2 separate regions of the Sus scrofa genome follow, and region 2 is linked to region 1. Evidence: chromatin contacts called from public HiChIP or PLAC-seq data. All regions are on one chromosome and are shown on one strand. The core of a region is the stretch at or near the end of the contact, and the rest is flanking DNA. Distances in the headings are between cores, read along the strand shown. Region 1 holds the start of ZC3H4 (zinc finger CCCH domain-containing protein 4). Region 2 holds the start of BICRA (glioma tumor suppressor candidate region gene 1 protein).

Region 1 (5,494 bases), core at 264-2,763:
ATTGGGGCGAGAGGGCCCCCCCCACACACACACCCCCTCGCGGGCCCGGGGGAGGGTCGGAGACCCGGAGGACACGGACACTGGTGGGTGGTTCGGTGTAATTAGCGCGGGCCGCGCGCGATGGAGCAAGCGAGGGGGAAGGGGAGAAGAGGAGAGCGAGCAAAGGGGATTTAAAAAAAAAAAAAAAAAAAAAAAGGATTTTAGGGGAAGGAGACGGGCCGCGGAGACGGGCCGACTGTCTGTCTGCCCGCCCGCCCTAGGTGCCCCAGCTGCCCGGCCTCCGCCGCAGTCAGAAATTCACACAAAATGGCGGCTCGGCCCGGATAAGCCCAGAGGCTGAGGCGGGAGGAAGGGCGAGGTGGGAGGGGGAGCAGGGAGGCTGTGTCACGTGGAGCTGAGACACGAAGGGCGGCGGAAAAGGCCGAAGGTGTCGATGTGGGTGGAGCTAGAGAAAGAATGGGAAGGCCCGGGGAGCCGGAAATAGCCGAGGCGAGTCGGGACTGGCGGGGGTGGGCAGAAACGAGGAACCGAGGTGATCCGGAAAGAACCGAAGGCGGTGCCAAGGGTGGGTGACAGGAGGCGGAAACAGCCGAGTGAGGCCGGGCGGCGGTAATAGCATTTAGACAGAAAGAACTGAAGTGTGTGGCGGATGAGGCGATTAATAGAGTAAGAGAGTTTGAGGAATTCGCCTGAGAGCAGGCGGGCAACAGAGAATTGCCAGCCTGAGAGACAGCGGGAAGAGTCGAAAGGTTTAGGCAGAAGAATGGGAGAGAAGGAATTCGAGCTACGGAGAAAAAAAAAAATAACCGAAAGCTGGTGGCCGGGTGCCTGGAGTTGTAGGTTTCCGGAGGATGAAGCCGAAAGGGCCCGGAGATGACGTCATTAGAGACCTCGGTCGTGGATGTTATCCTTGGGCAGTGTGAGAGGGCGGGCCTTGGTAGTGCTTTGGCAGAGTTTAAGAACCTAGAACGTAGTAGGTGGAAGACTCTTAAATGCTGGATTTGGGAGCACTGACAGGGTTCGACAGTATAAAAGGATAAATCGTTTAACCCTCACAACTGTACTAAGGAAGCTACTATTATGTCCATTTAATAGGTATCCTGAAGCTCAGTGTCTTAAGTTTTTGGCTCGAGGTTGTAAGATTACGCGCAAGAGCCCAGAAAGATTTTTAATCAGAGCTGGCATTTCATTGCCTCCTGCAAAAATTTGTTCAGTCCTATTTTCAAGAGAGGATCTTGGTTGGATACTTTATGAGCTTCTACATGGCTAAGTGCAATGATGGGCGATGGAAACATAGTGTCTTTATGTATATAAAAATCGATAATGCCCCAGGGGAAAGAAACTGAAAGTTAAAGAGTAACTGAAGGGTTCTTAATATTTTGGGGGGCAGGGTTGTTTAAGCTGACACGGAAGAAGAAGAAATAGCTCCAGGCAGAGGAAATACCTTATTTCAGGCCCTGACAAGGCAAGGATCACTTAGATGCCAGGAACCGAGAAAATTCTTGTAGCATGAGAGCGATGTGGAGACAGAGGCGCCAGATCACATGCTATATTAATCCTACTATAAAATTTAGAAATAAACTCTGCCAGGGTAATTTACAACCTCCTTCAGGGAAGAAATTAGCATTCCTGATAAAGTAAAATGATTAACCTATTTTCTTTTTGTCTTTTTAGGGCTGCATCTACTGCATTTGGAAGTTCCTGGGCAAGACATTGAATCAGAGCTGCAGCTGCTGGCCTACACCACAGCCACTGCAACTTCAGATCCGTTCTGTGTCTGTGACCTACACCACATCTCAAGGCAATGCTGGATCCTTAACCCACTGAGGGAGGTCAGGGATTGAACCGGAGTCATCATGAATACTAGTTTGGTTCCTTACTGCTGAGCCACAATGGGAACTGCCCCTTTTCCCTATAAAACCAGGCTCTCTTCCGTTGCTCTTTGGACTTGCCTCTGGTTCCTCTTAAGTTGTAAATCCTGAATTGCAACTGATTTGTCTCTGGATAAACCCATTTTGGAGATGAAATAACTGGCTTTTTTATTGGTTTGGGTTCAGTATTATACAACTTGATAAGAGAATATACTATGTAATCACCTAAATGATGAAATGGAGAATGATAAGCCAACCCAGAGGCCCCTCCTAGCCCCATCTAGTCACAGCCTCCCCCAAGGTAATGGACCTTCTGATTCCTAACCTCATAAATTAATTTTGCCTTCATGTCCTCATCTAAATAGAATCTACAAGACATACTCTTTGGTATCTGGCTTCTTTCACTTAACATTTAATTGGTGGCATGTGGTTGAAGTTCATTTGTTCTCATTTCTGTGTAGTATCGAAACTGACAGCACTTAGGACTTGAACCTAGCCTGAACCCAGGCCTCTGTCCACCATTGCTGAACAGAAACGCAGAGACAGAGTTTGGGTGAAGGAGAAAAAGATAGCTTTATTGCTTTGCCAGGCAGAGGGGGCCACAGCAGACTACTGCCTTAAAGACTGTGCCCTTACAGATAAGAATCAGGGTAGAGGCAAGCTTGTATTGTCTTTCAAAGCTGATGTTTAGGAGTTCCCATCGTGGCTCAGTGGAAACGAATCTGAGTAGCATCTATGAGGACGCAAGTTAGATCCTTGGCCTTGATCCGTGATTTTAAGTATCCCATGTTGCTGTGAGCTGTGGTGTAGGTTGCAGCGGCCACTCAGATCTCATGTTGCTCTTGGCTATGGCGTAGGCTAGTGGCTGCAGCTCTGACTCAATCCCTAGCCTGAGAACCTCCATATGCCATGGGTGGGGCCCTAAAACAAACAAACAAACAAACAAAAAGATGTTTAGTGGCCCCAGGACTGGTGCTGGTGGTCCCCCTTCATTCCCAGAATGAAAAATCCTTCTTCGAGTAATTCTTCCATTTCTTGAGAGTTTTAGTTCTACGGAAAGGCTCAAAGATATTGTTATGTATTATGTATATTCCTTAAGGAGGAACCAGGACCCTGCCCCAAGGCTCCACTGCTCCTCCCTGGTCTCTGCATCCCCTCCCTCCCCTGATTAGCCACTGCCCTTTGGAACTCAGGGAAGGTCATGGAGGCTGAGGCGTATTCCCTAAAAACAGAAAGGCTTGTGTGCCTAGGGGCCCCACAGGGCAGGAGCTCTGTTACAGTTACTGTAAGTTTATTTTGTCTGTTCCTCTGTTTCTATTTTGTAATTAAGTTCATTTGTATCACTTTTTTTAGGGGGCCACACCCACGACACAGGGAAGTTCCCAGCTAGGGGTCAAATTTCAAATCGGATCTGCTCCTACATCACAGCCACAGCAGTGCCAAATCCAAGCGTCATCTGCAGCCTACTCCACCGCTTGCACCAACACCAGATCCTTAACCCGTGGGCCAAGGCCAGGGATCAAACCCACATGCTCATGGATACAAGTCAGGTTCTTAAACCATAACAAGAACTATATTTTTAAAAAACTTTTTATGAAAGTATAGCTGGTTTACAATGTTACTTCAATTTCTGTTGTACAGCAAAGTAACTCAGCCACACGTACAAATACACTTTTTTTAATACTGTCTTTTTTTTTTTAATACTATACGTTTTTTATACTATCATGTTCTAACCCAAGAGACTGGACACAGTTCCCTGTGCTGTACAGCCTTGTATCATTTTTTTAGATTCCACGTATAAATGGTCTCTCTCTGACTTACCTCACTTAGTAAGATCATCTTTAGGTCCATGCACATTGCTGCAAATGGTTTATTTCATTCTTTTTATGGCTGAGTAACAGTTCATTGTATATAGGATCACATCCTTTTTTTTTTTTTTTTTGTCTTTTTGCTATTTCTTTGGTGTGTAGTTTTGTTTTGTTTTAGGGCCGTACCCATGGCATATGGAGGTTCCCAGGCTAGGGGTCCAATCGGAGCTGTAGCCACCAGCCTACGCCACAGCCACAGCAACGGGGGATCCGAGCCTCGCCTGCAACCGACACCACAGCTCACGGCACACCGGATCATTAACACACTGAGCAAGGGCGGGGACTGAATGCGCAACCTCATGGTTCCTAGTCGGATTTGTTAACCACTACGGGAACTCCAGTACCACATCTTCTTTATCCATTCATCTGTTGATGAACATTCAGGTTGCTTCCATGCCTTGGCTATTAAAAGTGGTAATCTTGGGAGTTCCCGTCCTGGCGCAGTGGTGCAGTGGTTAATGAATCCGACTAGGAACCATGAGGTTGATCCCTGCCCTTGCTCAGTAGGTTAACGATCTGGCGTTGCCGTGAGCTGTGGTGTAGGTTGCAGACGTGGCTCAGATCCCGCGTTGCTGTGGCTCTGGCGTAGGCTGGTGGCTACAGCTCCGATTAGACCCCTAGCCTGGGAACCTCCATATGCCATGGGAGTGGCCCAAAGAAATAGCAAAAAGACAAAAAATAATAATAATAATAATAATAATGTGGTCCTCATTTAAAAAAAAAAAAGTGGTAATCTTTTTTCAGGGGGGACACCCATGGCATATGGAAGTTCCCAGGCTAGGGGTCGACCCGAGCTGCAGCTGTGACCTACACCACAGCTCATGGCAATGCAGGATCCTTAACCCACTGAGTGAGGCCAGGGATCAAACCCACGTCCTCATGGATACTAGTCACGGGTAGTCCCTATTGTTATTAATTTGAGTAGTCCTTTGCAGAGAAGACACATTGCAGAGTGTGGGCCAATACCAGCAGCTGGCTCCAACCTCTGGAAACCCTGGGGAAGAAAGGAGACCACTGGTCAAAGAGAGACATTGTGCTGGATCCTACTGACTGCCAACCCCATCTCTATTTCTACCTTCTTTCTTGCTAATGCAACCTTGGATTTATTTAGGAGACAGGAGGTAAAGAAGTCCAGTTTAGGAGATGGTCAGTCATGGGTCTACCTAGTTCTTAAAAAGATGGTGTCACCCCCTAGAGGACATTTTGAAAATTATGGAGGGAAATTATTTTTGAACTAAATTATATTTAGTTCTCAAGAGGAAAATACTGGAAGTTTGTGTGGGCTTTTGGGGGGCATCACAATAATGAGGGGGTTGTTACCAGCATTAGAGGCTAGGGAATGGGGTGATAGGATGTTCTACAACATTACATTGGTAATGAATGATGGTCTAATAAATGAAGTCAATGATCTTTCTTAAACAATGGAAAGAACTGTTGGGAAGTTCCCATTGTAGCTCAGTGGTAATGAACCTGACTAGTATCCATGAGGATGTGGGTTCCATCCGTGGCCTCTCTCACTGGGTTAAGGATCCAATGTTGCTGTGAGCCGTGGTGTAGGTCTCACATGCAGCTCAGATCCCTTGTGGCTGTGGCGTAGGTGGGCAGCTGCAGCTCTGATTTGACCCCTACCCTGGAGACTTCCATGTGCCGCAGGTGTGGTCCTAAAAACCAAAACCAAACAAATTTTAAAAATGCATAGAAAAGGAAATTTGCAAAACATATATCACCACTTTGGGGGAAATAAAAATGTTTTTG
Region 2 (5,906 bases), core at 221-2,720, 400 kb after region 1:
GCTCTCCGAGAGAAGTCATTTTCTCCTACTAACCCTCTAAGTGAGACCTAGTATTGATTTCTTCTTGGAAATGGAGGAGCGGAGAGGTGAAGTCATTTGCCCAAGGTCACACAGTAAACAAGTGGCAGGATGGGAACCAGGAGCTCCCGGGTTTGAGTCAGGGCCCTTTACCTCCGTGGTCTCGTAAATAACAGTAGTGCCGCCGAGAAACTAGGATCAGATCTAAAGCTTAAAAACACATAGCTCTCAATCACTTATTTATTCAACACACATGTATTGAGCAGCTTCGTGGGGTATGCGCCTAGCTTTTCAGGGAACCGGGGAAACTGAAGGTATTAAGCGACCAGAATATAAGCCGCCTCGGCCTGAGCGCTTGGGGAGGGTAGCTCGTAGCTATCTGGGTCCTCGTTGGGCTCCGAGCCCGGCGCAGGGCACACAGTAGGCGCTCAGCATGCGTTCGCCGAAGAAACGCGCCCATCTGAGTGTCACGCCCGCAAGGCGTTCTCGGCCCGGCGGGGCGGAAGCAGACCCAACACCACCGAGGCGTCCCGGGGCTTCTGGGAATCCCATCTGCGCGGCCCGAGAGACCTCGAGGAGAGGTTCTAAGAGAGGTCGGATCCGCTTCCCCGGCGCCCGCCTCCAGGCCGCGGCAGCTCAGAGAACCGACAGAGGTGAGTGAGCGAGCCGCGTTTGGGGTCCAGGCCTGTGTCCCCAAAGCACCGCCCCCGCTCCCCAGCCTTCCAGCTTTTTGGCTCCGACTCCCGGCTCCTTCGAGATTCCACCTGCGGGGCCTCCCTTCTCCATCCACGACTCCCGCTACCTTTTCGAACCTTCGGCGCTCCCCTTGGACGCGTTCTCCTACCCGGCGACCGTCCCCAGCGTCGGGGCGCGGCCGGGGCGCACGGAGCCCCCTCCCCAGCCGGGCCGGTCGCCCGGGATCCGGGAGTGCGAATCCGTTTAGCCTTCCCCCCTAGTCCAGAACATCGCTCGATGTAGTCGGGAGGCTCCAACGGAGCCTGGGAAGACGCGCCCCGAACCCCCGGGACTTGAGCGAGGGAGGGGGCGGTGCCGGTGCGGAGGTCACCCTCCCGGGGCGTCCGCAGCCTCCCATTCGCTGGCGGGCCCGCCGCTCCGCGCCCAGAGCGGTAGCTGGTTTGCCGAGTCGCGGGGCGGGGCCTCCTCCAAGCTCGTCCCCCGGCGAGGGCGGAGGGAGGAGGAGGAGGAGGAGGAGGAGAGGGGGGGCGGGACACAAAACCTGCAAGGTTTTTTTTTTTTCTTTTGCATTTAATTAAAAAAAAAATTTTTTTTTTTTTTTTTGCAAACCCGAGGGGTCCTGCCCGGAGCGGGCGCGGGTCCGGGGCGCCCGGGCCGCGGCGCGGGGCGGCGGCAGGGGCCTGGCGGAGGCTGCCGGGCGGCCGCCATGCGATCAGGCAGTGCGCTGACCGGCCCGGCCGGTCGGCCCCTTCTGGGTCCTCCCTTTGCAGCCCGTGCGGGGCCGTCTCGGAGACCCCGCGCCGACGGCTGCTCAAACATCAGGGTGAGTTTCTCACAATGTAGCAATTTCTCTTTAAATCTCTTAACTCTCTCTACCTGCGAGTCGGGGCTGTGACAGGGCGCAAAAGCGAGGGGGGAGTGGGGGTTGGCGGCGAGGGTGTGTGTGGGGGGAGCCGGAGCCGGGGCCGAACCCACCCCCCGACACTCACACACTCAGCCCCCCAACCGGGGCGCAGCGCCCGCTGCCTCTTTTTTTGCTCGGCGCCCACCACCCCCGGTAGCCCCCCCCCCGACTCCTCGCGTCTCTCCCACCATCACCGCCGCCCCGATCCTGCGGGGACCCCCACCCCCCACCCCGGGTTCCTCTGCCCAAACCCGGCGCCCGGTGCCTCCCCGGCCCTCCCGCCGGCTGCCGGGGATACAATGGAGCGGCGGAAAAACGAGACCTAACGTTCCACGGGGGGAGGGGCGGGGAGACCCCCCCTCCCCCGGCCCGGGGGCCTCCTCCCCTCGCCCTGCTCCTCGCCTTTCGGGAAAGAGGAGGGCAATGGGGCAGCGGATGGTGGCTTCCCTGTCGGAGCCGGCGAGCCTTCATCTCCCCCTCTCGCCCGTCCCCTGCGCCCCCTCCTCTCATCCCTCCTGGGGGTGCCGGGAAGAAACGGGGCCTCCGGCAGGCTGGGAAGGGATGGATGCGGAAGGAGGCCACTGGGTCTCCCCCTCCCCACCGCCCCTAAACAATGAAAGGAGTTGACTTGGTCCCCCACCCCCCAGCAGTGAAAGGAGTTGACCCCCCCCCCCGCTAGCTGGCTGGTCCCGGAGGGGGCCGTTGCGGGGGGTGGGGGGAGGAGGGAGTGGAGCCTTACCCCTGTCACCTCCCGAGATTTGGGGTGGCCCCCCATCTCCTCCCCCTCGGCCCGGGAATGGGAGGCACCAGGCCCAGCCCGGGCACCGCGCTCGGGTGGTGACCTTTAGACAAAGGCAACCCTTTCCCTGGGGTGAGCCCGGACGAGCCGGGCCCGAGGCCTCCCCGGGCCCCTGCGGAGGGCGGCCAGGCCGCGGGCACCCGGAGGGAAGGATGGAGGAGGAGGGAGGAGGGATGGAGCCATCTGGTTTTCCCATCCCTGGCCGCCCCTCGGCTGCTTCTCCGGCTCCTGTCACCCGGCGGCCTCGGGGAGACAAGGGACCAGGGGCTGCCCGGGCCTTGGTCCGCGGCCAGCGGCCACCCGGGCGAGGAGCCGCGGGAGGGCCCGGGAGGCAGCGGTGGCTGGAAGGCAGCGCGGCTCCTTCCTATCTCCGCACCCCTTTGTTTTGCTTTGTGGTTCTGAGCAGCTGAACTTCCCGGGGAGGTGGGGTCAGAGGCCGCTGTGTCAGCTCTCCCCGGGAGGCTGGGGTGACAGGTCCCAGCCCTCTGATGTTCCCAGACTGTGGGCCGCAGCTCGTGCCCAGCCTTCTGCCCGGAGCGGCAGCCCCTTTTGTCACACAGCCCCTCCTATAGTGGCACAGTCGGGGGATGTTTTTGAGTGTTTGCTTTTCCGCACGCCTCCTTTCCCAGCCGCTACTCGTCAGGGCAACAGTTTTTAGAAACACCCTGGACTCCAGGCCTGAGATTGCTGATAAATTCTCTGTGTTTGCAACCTGTCCCCTCACCTGAGGTGAGGTGTCTTTGACCTGGGGGGTGGGGGGGCTGTGGGAGAACAGGGGAGGTGGACAGCTCAGGAACCACCCCCTTCCCACGTGTCAGTGTCCAGTGGGACTGAAGCCCTGTACTTACTTACCCCGCCCTCCCCCAGCCTTGCCCACCCCTAGAAGCGGGAAATCACACCCCAGAGGTTGTTAGAGAGAGGCTACTGCTAGTGCCTGCACCAACCACAGCCCCAGGAGGAAGTAGGGTCAGTTACGTTACTCCCATTTTGCAGACAGGCTCATGGAGGCTCAGAGAGGCGAAGTGACTGGCCTAGGGTCACACAGCCCTGATGTGTAATCGGCTCACGTTTTTCGGACACAGCTCGGAACTGTTAGGTTCTCCCACACCCCTCTTTGGCACTTTGTCCCTTTGGCATCAGTTGGGTGTCAGATGTAAATGATGGCAGGAAGGAGCCGCTGAATTGTTTTTCCCCTTGAGTGCTGGTTTGGGGAAGGGGTCGGGAGTGTGGGGAAGCTAGGAGGGGGCCAGGATGCCTTCACCTGTGGCCGGAGCAGAGCGCTTGTTTGCCTGTGAGAGCTGAGGGTTGGAGGTGTGCGAGTCAGGAGAAGGGGGGCCCCAGGCCTCGCCGGGTGGGGCTTGGGGGGTCCTCGGTAATTGGCCCCACTGTCATTCTCCTCTTCCTCCACCTGAGCTGGGACCTCCTCAGCCCTGCTGGGAGGGAAGCCGAGCTGTTGGGGACCTTCACCACTCTGCCCCGTGGCCTCCGGCGTGACCCTCCCCTGCCCATTCATTCTCCCCTTGGCCTGGGCTCACACTCCCGGTCCGACTCTGTCCCCTCAGGCAGGTCATTTGCTCACCGGTCCTGGGTCTCCTGTCTGCAGTTGCGGATAATTTTAATTTCCCTAACTGACCTTGCAGTGGCTCAAAGTTTTCCCCAAACGTGTTATTTTTATTTCTCCCTCAGCATGTGGAATATGGCGCGCCCGTCGGGATGAGTACGAGTGTTGGGTGCTGGGCACTTTAGGGCCAATGCCAAACGGCACCCTTCCTGGAGCAATTCCCTGTGGTGGGTGAGGACTGCCTGCCACCAAGTCCACTTTGGGGACACTCTCCCTCCAGCTCCTGGAACTGGGGCCCCCTTCAGCCCTGACTGGGGGACTGGGCTGAGGGAAAAGGGCTGGGGGGGCAGTAATACAGGCGATGGTGCCATTTTACAGACGAGGAAACTGAGTCCAGAGGACATGTGTCCCATGGCTGAGCGGGAACTCCAGCCCCAACTGCAGGGATGAGGGGCTCCACAGGTGTCAGCAGAGCTGGGGGACGACCCTTAGAGGGACCCCCCCCCCGCCCCGCCTCGCAGCCACAAAGCTCCCTTCCTGAGGCGACAGGCATCATAAGCAATAATAATTCCAGGGGGCCGGGGGCAGGAGGAGAGGGGCCGAGGTCTCTGCAGGGTGAGTGTTTCCTGAGAGCTGGAACCGATTTTTTTGGGTGGGGGGGCGGGGAGTGGGGGAAGCAAGAGTGAGGCCCAGGAGTGACAGGCCTGTGCCCGGCCCCCTTTTGCCAGCTTCCTTCCCAGAGGCCCTCGGGGCCTGGCAGGAGGCGTCCCTGGGTGGGGTTCCCTGGGGTCGCCTTTTAGCCCCAGGCCCAGCCACCCCTGGCGTTCCCGCCAGCCCTCCCCCGTGGCTGTCCTGACTCCTGGTCTCAAGAATGCAGAGGGCTGCTGGTGGGGGAAGTTAATTGGAAACAGGAAAACATGGCATTCCTTTCCAGCGGCCTGGGCCTGGAGAGCCAGCAGCGAGGGGCTGCTGCTTCCCCCTCCCGCCCCGCAGGGGTCCCTCGGGGGTCTTTCCCCCCCAGGCTCCCTTGCCTTAGTGCACATAGCGAGTGTGCCCTGTTACCCAGCTGTCATGTAAACCGCTTCCCCCTCATCAGAGTGACTCGCCCCCGCTTAGTCACCGTTCACATCCAAGTTTGTCCCCTGTCTTTGAGGGCGGAGGGCCTGTCTGGCGTGGCTCCCCAGTGTAGGCTGCGTCACACTAGAGATGCAGGGGAAGTGTTTGCTTGAATTGTCCCCAAGGGTTCCATCCTCATTCCTTCCCTAGAATTCTCCTGGGCCTGGGGTACCACCGCTCAAGTGTTTCGCCCCCATTGACTGAGGCCTTTGTGTCCCCTGGGCTGCGAGGGCCCCCGACGGTAAGAGAGAGTGTGTTCTAAGACAGTTTCTAGTTTGGCGACAATGACTTTTGTGTACCGAGTTTGCGGCTATCCATGGTGGCGGCGGGGGAGTCTGTTGGCATCAGAAGCCGGAGAGAGTGCCTTTGTGTCTTTAATTGCTCCCAGTTAAACTTCCTGAGGGCCTACTGTGCACCGGGGCCCTGGTATTGGGCCCCGGCGCACTTATGGTATTGGGACCCAGGCCAGGAGGAGGCTGGCTTAGCCGCTGTGGCGCTAGATTAATTCTGTCTGGGGCCTTTGCAAAGGCTGTGAGGAGGAAGCAACCTCTTTCTCTCTCTAAGTGATCCATGGACCAGGGACCAATTCAACAGCCCAAATGTACTAAGTCTCCCCCTTCATCCAGAACATCCCCCAGCTCACCTCCCAGAGGCAGCTTCTTAATCCTACTGTTTTGGTATATGTGTGTATATCTGTACACATAATTATTTCATGCGAATGGTAGCGCGCCTTTTCCCACTGTTCCGCATATTGGTTTTTCTGCTTCATCTCCCTGAGAAATGGACGCAGTACTTGGAGGGTTTGCTCTGGC

What was found. HiChIP or PLAC-seq counts read pairs in DNA pulled down with a chosen protein or histone mark.
Region 2: a contact with region 1 is called in an H3K27ac HiChIP or PLAC-seq map of alveolar macrophages. The contact joins the promoter of BICRA here to the promoter of ZC3H4 in region 1. A contact is called at or near these places in 1 of 5 promoter capture datasets (liver) and 2 of 2 datasets of contacts at active chromatin or transcription factors (alveolar macrophages and skeletal muscle).

The regions. Positions count from the first base shown.
Region 1 is chr6:52,937,202-52,942,695 of Sscrofa11.1, forward strand. It overlaps ZC3H4 (zinc finger CCCH domain-containing protein 4), which reads right to left and starts at 1,514. Exons shown (of 16, transcript XM_005664626.3): 1 at 808-1,514. The coding sequence starts at 883.
Region 2 is chr6:53,337,696-53,343,601 of Sscrofa11.1, forward strand. It overlaps BICRA (glioma tumor suppressor candidate region gene 1 protein), which reads left to right and starts at 1,471. Exons shown (of 17, transcript XM_021094645.1): 1 at 1,471-1,537.